2 separate regions of the Drosophila melanogaster genome follow, and region 2 is linked to region 1. The links are chromatin contacts, called in public Hi-C maps. All regions are on one chromosome and are shown on one strand. Each heading gives the region's core, a stretch centred on a gene start, on an enhancer-like site or on the middle of the called end of the contact. The rest is flanking DNA. Distances are from core to core; before and after follow the strand shown. Region 1 holds the start of CG1607. Region 2 holds the start of Loxl1 (Lysyl oxidase-like 1).

Region 1 (3,830 bases), core at 649-3,148:
TTCTATAGGCGTCCGAAAGTCCTTTGAGTATGTTGGAAAAACCAGAACTATTTTCATTGCAGCCTTTTTTTAACTTGCAGTCCATTTTTGTTTGAGTGTATCTTCGCTCTGACGATACAGGTGCCAGCGACAATTGTCGCAGTCACGTAAGGATCAAAAGCGTTGCAAAAAAACACGGACAGAGCCATGACATAGATGCGAAAGCAAACTGTCATGTGGCAAAATATGCGCTGGTGTCCTCGATGGTCCGACAGTCCATAGTCCGTAGACCGTAGTCCGTAGTCCGAGGTCCGTTCATATCCTGCCTGCTCGGCATCCTGTTCGTGGGCTAGGCACACAAATAAAGCTTTGATGCCATCAAATTGTGTTTGATGGCGGGTGATAGGCAGCAGGTGAGGCCATTGATTGATTTTACCCTCCTGCAAAACAAACTAATAAGCGAGCGCAGTTGGGGAGACAAGCCTTTATGGCGGTGCAACAGTGCGTATGCGTGTTGCACACTACGTATACGCAATGGGGAGCGCACTGGCATGAGGTAGGTGCATTTATATGGCAGCAGCAATCGCTTTTAAGCACCGAACAATGCAGCTTCCACGCATGAACAGTTCGCAGCTGGATCAAAGTTGCTGGCGCACACGGAACACATCGGAACACACACACACTCAGCTCACACACCACCCTTTCGCATTTGGCCTTGTCAACACATCTTTGCAGGTGGGCGGGATTTGTGGACAACTCGCCGCGGGGATGCATTGTGCAACTGCACACAACACATGTGCCAAATTCCCCGGATTTATTCGATGTGTTACTTACAAATTGTTGAAAACCCAAAAGGGGAAAAATGAGAGTAAAGCTGCGTACAAAATGTGCTGGTAAAAGGAGAAATTTAACAATTTTCCATACGCTTAAACTTTACTAATTCTTTGAATGCTGAAGTGCCAAACCTACCTACACATAAATTATTTTAAAATTGCATTGTTTTTAATTATTTTAATATTTACAGATTTTCTATACACGTAACTTTAACTGGATATCTACATGTCAACTTTCGATTTATACAATTATTTTACAAGCATTTTACCGCGTAACTATTCTACATGGTGGTTGTATAAAAATGACGTACAAAAATGTTGGTTCTTGTCTTGGCTTGAAATATTATTGTCTTTACTAATTATACCCATCACTTGAGCAGGGGTATCATAGAACCACCGACAGCATGTAACAGGTATAAAAAGCATCTGCGAACATAGAAGTTAAATAAATTCTTGATAAAGATCGTTTGATGTGTATGAAAGTTGAAACCTCGGGAATCATAATAGCTAAATAGTTGGACTCTGTCCGTCCGTTTCTTATGTTTGACCGTAAAAAGGTCGAGGCAACTTTACCAGCACTTTATTTTCACAGCGCTCTAGTGTACGCACTCGAAAGCTCTTTCAGGACATGCGCAGCAGGACCCCGCTGACCTTGAATACAACAATAAAGTGAGGCGAATCACAGAGAGCAGCAACCCAAAGAACGTTGTGCCAAGCCGAAAATTTATGCGCGGGCAACAAAAGACGTTCGAATCGCCGTGAACGTGAGCAGACATCTCGCAAAAAGCAAGAACTGCCAGAAAAAAACCCAAGAAGCATGCAGGGACTGGCATAATTTGAAAGACCAAGCCCATGATGACCAACCTCTAAGAATCCTCGACGATGGCCGTTGGGGTTGTGAGTTTCCTATCGCCTGCGAAATGTGTAATTTGCTGTTCGCAAAAGGTTCTCAAAAAACGTGGTCCGCCGAAGGCCTTGGCTCCTGCTCTTAAGAACCTCTTATCGGAGTGCTTTTTGTGGGCGGGGGGGAATGAGATTCGGATGGCTCTCTCGTTTTCTGGCGATGCTGTAACCCCGAACTGCCCGTCAGTAGAACGAGAACTGTGGCCACGGAAACAAAGCGGGTCTTATAAACATCAATTTCGCACAGCAAATAACGTATATTAAAAGATATTAAAGTTTTTAAATTAAAGTTGTATCAAGCAATTCATCTAAGAGTGTTTAAAATGCTTGAAACTTCCTTGATTTAACACCTTGATTAAGTCAAGTTACACTTAAATCTAAGCCAACAAAAAATCAATTAAAATTTGTGTGTGAGTATGTCAGAATCTATATTATTTTGTCTTTCGCTTTGCCCTCTGCCCTCTAACACGTCACAAATGGCAATTCCTGACGTCACAAACTTCCCACGCAAACAGCTTCCGAAAGCTTTCCCAGACACTTTGGCGCCGCTTTTCCATTAACCATTTAATCAGATATTACCTATGGCCAAGAATCTGATGCAATGCCAACCTGGCATTTGGTCAGAAATGTCACAATACGTCAGATTGTACTTGGAATGCCAGCCACCTCGATAAGTACTTGGCTCAGAGTCGATCTGTAAATTAATGAGCGTCGTTCGGTGGCGAAGGACACTTAATACCCGCGGCCCACCTATTCTGGAAAGGTGTGTTGTGCTCCGACTTATTGGCACTTGGCACGCCGGTGGTGTAGATATCAAATGGCCCACACTCTTCTCTTACCAGTTCAATGCCTTTCAGGATGGGGTAAGCCCTTGGCCTTGGGGGAAATCCTGAAATTTATTGGCATTTGCCAAATGCATCACCAAATTTAATTTAATGAAAGCTCTTAAATTGTTTTCGCAGTCTGAAAACCGCAATTCGTCAGCCCCAACAGATGTCAGAGATTAAGCATTAAGTACGCAGTTTAGTTAGGCAGAGAAACAGAAAAAAATAGCATTTAAAGAGCGTGATAAGCATTTGAGGATACTCTCTATAGGCTGTGAATTTGTTTACTTAAGACCATCAGCTGATCGGATTTAGAATTTGGATGCCAAACAAGACTCGATCACATCAAGCAGACTGTAGGCGCAGTAAATCAGTTGAGTAACGATTCGGGGAGCTCCTAAAGTGCCACAAATGCGGCAGAAAAGTCGGAATTTAATTTAATAAGACTAACGCACTTAGAAATACATTCTAACCGGCTGCTATGACGTCGCTGGACGCACGGCCAATTGTCGTTAATTCGGGATTATATACACAAATTGCTAATAAAGCCGAGATTAAGCAACTCAATGATGGACACTTAGCAGTTTGGGAACCAAAAAACCGGCCGCGGAACAGATCCAAATAAATATCGACAGTCGGCCGAATCATCAAAGCCTGGACCTCAGTCTCACAGCCTTTGTTTCGTTGGTCAATAAACTCGAATGGCCCGAGGCGAATTTAGGTTGAAGTAACGCTCAAAGGCGGAGAATATTCCCAGTAATACAAGTTATTCAAACGAATTCTACTGAGAAATTGCAGAGGCTTCGCCATTGTGCTTCAGTTGGCGACAAATCGCCGAGCTTTGAATGACTTAATTCAGTCGTTTGTGTGGATGCAGCTAAGCCCCCGGTATCTTGCGGATATATTCAATTATAGATCGGCAAGTGGGCAGGAATAGATTTGAATATGCGCGCGAAAATCAGAGCGTCTTATATCTAATTTGCATTTATGAGTGACAACGGCAACCTACGTGTGAACGGAAAAAGATACACGGCAAAAGATACTTTCGTGCTCTTAGTTAGTACCCAGTTAGGTCCCACCCGAAGGTTGTTACCACTTGGGTAAACAGACAGAAAACCTTCAACCAAATTGCTCTGGAGCTTGTCCGCGTGTATCTGTTAGATAAAAGGCAGCATGTACCTTTTTCCGCCCGCCAAAAACAAGGCAGGCACAAGAATCAGAACCTTTTTCTCGGCCGTCGAAAGACAACCACGATCACAAACAAAACGCTGCGTAAGAAAACTTGTTTCGG
Region 2 (3,844 bases), core at 951-3,450, 78 kb after region 1:
GCATCAGCTCCAAATCCAATTTAGCACCACGACTACATAAAGTAAACCAAACTGAGCAAGCGCCGAAATATTTATCTCTAGCAATTAAAGGCATATTTATAGAGCATCGTAAATACCAGATATACATACATAAATAAATCTATTCTGTAAGCGAAATAATACAAAATACAACCGAAAAGTCAAGAGATGGACACTCAAAAACAATAAACGTATTAAACTATCAAGTTGTGTGGCGTTTCATTCTTTTCATTCAGACAAGGTTAAAAAGTAAAGGACGAAATATAAGATTTTGCCCATTGGGTATGCTAGGTAAGCCATTTAAATTTGGCGCCAAAGAATACACTTCTGATGGTTGCAAAGAATTGCATACTTTTGGGAGTGCGCTTTTGCAAACTAACGGTTGATTCTAAGAAAATTTTACCAGCTGGTAGGCACTTGCTACAAATTATGTTCGCCTGGTATTGAAAATCAAAAAACTTGCTACATGGGCACTGCGATTTGACAATCTGTCGGCCAATTTGACGGCTTGTTTGAATTGAAATACCAGGCGAACAGAAATAACAGCAGGTGGATAAACAAAGTTAAAACTAATCAGCGCCTACTGGTATGCACTGCAGTATGACACCCAAGTGTGTCGGCGCCGCAGAAAAGTATGCCGCATAAAATAATGGTTCGACTTTTGTTGCGGCTCCCAAAAGTATACCAAGAATTATTGTTTGGCAGTGAAGAAACCGCTACTCCCCAAAAGTATACTAGCTTTATTGAAGTACACAGATTAATTACGATTCTAAGCCCTAAAGTATTCATTTCAAATGATCCAGCCATCTAGCATTGGCAGGCGGGAAATTCTTAGTATCTAAGAGGTCACCAGAGATGGCTCATACCGCTATTTTACTTTCTAAACTGTACACAAAATCAAATCTTAAACCAAAGCGGCTTTCGCCGACAGTTGAAAATCCTTGTCGTCTGCCGTACGCCAGTGTAGTCAAGAAGGCACTCAGCTCCGTTGTTCTCGAAGGATATCTCTCCCAGCTTGTACTCGGGATTGAGGGCCACTCGCAGGATGTAGCGTCGGTTGATGGGAACTCGGGTAACATCCACCCACTGGCAGTCCAACACATCGGTGTAGGTGTCTGCGCAGCCCACGGAAATGCCTGCAAGGAGATGGGTTACTAGTGACTCCTTAGAAGCTGTCACAGGTGCACGTACCTTGGGTGGTGTTGCCACAGGTGTACTTTTGCCGTACTCCTGGCCGGCATTCACTGTCCATCAGGCAAAAGGAGGCCTTGTGCCCCTGGGCCACCTTCCGGTAGTTGAGGTCGTAAACATCAAAGGTGGCAAAAACATTCATGCTGTGGTAGTGTCTGTGGCACTGGTGCCATACCCATTCCTTGTAGTTAGCGTATGGGCTTACATCGGCGGTGCCCACATTGGAAGCCTTAACGGAAAAGCGAAGCAGTATCCTCGCAGCGTGCGGATTCGTCCTTCGGATCTCGTAAGCGTCGGCGGAAACACAGTGCTCTTCCATGGCGCATGTGAGCCGCGACATGGGCACGGCCTCCAGGCGGGCGGTTCTCTCGATGTCCACCAGTCCGATCTCCAGGTCAGCCGAATGGCTAACACAGGCCGCAATGCTGACATTATGGTTTCTGGCATTGCAGAGGTTCGGGTAGTGGGACTCCCGGATGCAGTCGGCTAGGCGACGCTCGGTTCCCCTGCACAGAGTGCCCACCATGCCCCAGGGATACTTCCGGCTATCCCCGTGCTCCGTTCCCTGGCTTGCCTTGGAAGCGTAGCCCAATCCTAGCTGTCGGCACACCACATTTGCCTCCCGCATGCTCCACGAAGTGCTGCAGATCGTACCCCATGAGGCGCCAAAGTCAAAGCTCACCTCCACGCGTCCCTCGCGGAGGACTTGAATACCGGCGAGCGCTGCCTTGTTAGTGGCCAGTCGGACCATCATGTTTCTATAGTTGTTCTGCACGTTGAGGTTGGCCCAACCTTGGCTGAGAACCACTAGGAGCTGCAACAATTGAAACCGGAACGAAGCCATCGCCCATTCAGCCCCTTCTGGTGGAGCACACCCAAATCGCAACCAGTTTTAAAGTCAATGGAACAATGCGCCAGTAGGGTAACAACTGGCAAATGGGGCTACATGTGTAGGAGGTATATTGTGCGTTGTGCTTCCCAACGGATCGACCCACATCTGCTTGGCAGGCGGGAAAACGTTTGTATACAAAACTCAGCTGGCAAAATGCCTATTCCGAGCGCGCGTGCTCTGGTTTCTGCGGTTTCTTTTTTTGGGGGTATGGAGTGCATGTGTAAACTACTTCTGTGCGCCGGTTAGGACTCTAGCAACTTAGTGATGGCCTCTTTCAGTTCCGCCGGCTTGAAGACACCGCGTTCCGTGATGATGCCTGTGATCAGAGAGGCAGGGGTCACATCGAAGGCGGGGTTCCAGCAGTTAATGCCCGGGGCAGCGATGCGGTGCTCTCCCACGTGCGTCATTTCCCGGTCGGGACGCTCCTCAATGATGATGTGATCGCCTCCGGGAATCGCTAGATCGATGGAAGTCAGAGGGGCGGCTACGTAAAATGGCACGTCGTGGTGCTTGGCAACCACGGCAATCTGGTAGGTACCAATCTTGTTGGCCGTGTCGCCATTGGAGGCCACCTAAGGAAGGGAAGAAACCATTAATCGAAAATAGTTAATCATTAAGAGGCTTACTTACACGATCTGCTCCTACAACCACAGCAGCCACATTTTTGGCCCGCAGCAGAGCCGCCACCATGCTATCCAGAACCAGAGTGGCGGGGAATTTCTCGTGGACCAGTTCGTAGGCTGTGAGGCGGGCTCCCTGATTGTAAGGACGAGTCTCTGTGCAATAAACGTGCTCTAGAGCGAAAAGTGCAAAAGTGCGTAAGTAATCAATAAATGTACCAAACTCTATTAAGTACTCACCCAGTTTTCCCAGCTCGGCCAGTTGGCGGACCACTCCCAGAGCTGTACCGTACCCGGCGGTGGCCAGGGAACCCGTGTTGCAGTGGGTAAGCACCCGGACGGATCCCGTCGATCCAGCGGGCGCTTTACCTGCCTTCGCCACGCCCTGTAGGATCGCCTGGGCTCCATTCGCTCCAATGGCACGGTTATCGGCAATGTCTTTTTTTAGCATAGCTTCGGTCGCGTCCAGAAATCTTAAACAGAAGGGGGTTAACTTTGTGTGCTCGTCTCGTAGCCCAGTAAGGAGGTTACCTATGCTTCATTTGGGTCACGTCGATTGCCTCGTCCTTGTAAAGTTCGTTGGCCAGGGTGATGAGCTCGTCGGCTGCGATCTTCATGTTGACCGCCGTAGGCCTGGCGGAAACCAAATAGTTCAACTTTCCCTCAATCTCCTGCCGCAGTGATTTCTTGTTCTCAAAATCCTCCGGGTTGATTTCCACGGCCAGGGAGAGGCAGCCAACGATAGCGATGGCCGGAGCACCACGCACCTTCAAAGAGTCAAAAATATTAGTTTAAATTGCTTGTTTTATTTTTAATGGTCCCTTAAACGCACCCACTTTTCATGACTATATGAAACGAGTACCCATTAATAGTCGTGATCAATCAAGATGCTAAATGAGAATATTTAAAATATCAGGCTGTCATGCTGTTGTCATGTCTCAAATGAGACCGTTGGGGCAATAATTTCGCTGCTATATTGTCGTTATTCATAAACAAGAGCGAAGAGCAGACAGATTAGGTGGGTCAGCCTATCTTGGCTTATCAGATGACGATGCAAAAGGCGGAGTAAATAGCTTACATGGAAAACGGCGAGGCTCCACGTGACAAGGCGCGTGCTCACACA

The links. Hi-C and Micro-C count contacts between places; a contact is called where the count stands out from the background.
Region 2: a Hi-C map of the Kc167 cell line shows a contact between it and region 1, with 5 times the contacts expected there. The contact joins the promoter of Loxl1 here to the promoter of CG1607 in region 1. A contact is called at or near these places in 6 of 107 Hi-C or Micro-C datasets (the D17-c3 cell line, the Kc167 cell line, the S2 cell line and 1 more).

What each region holds. Positions count from the first base shown.
Region 1 is chr3R:31,380,211-31,384,040 of dm6, forward strand. CG1607 reads left to right here and starts at 1,899. Exons shown (of 10, transcript NM_143608.2): 1 at 1,899-2,125.
Region 2 is chr3R:31,457,669-31,461,512 of dm6, forward strand. Loxl1 (Lysyl oxidase-like 1) reads right to left here and starts at 2,201. Exons shown (of 2, transcript NM_079868.3): 1 at 1,210-2,201; 2 at 712-1,154. The coding sequence starts at 2,053. The coding sequence ends at 916. It overlaps CG11334, which reads right to left. Exons shown (of 6, transcript NM_170551.3): 3 at 3,253-3,488; 4 at 2,962-3,194; 5 at 2,732-2,895; 6 at 2,154-2,673. The coding sequence ends at 2,344. It overlaps Gprk2 (G protein-coupled receptor kinase 2), which reads left to right. Exons shown (of 13, transcript NM_057519.4): 13 at 1-205.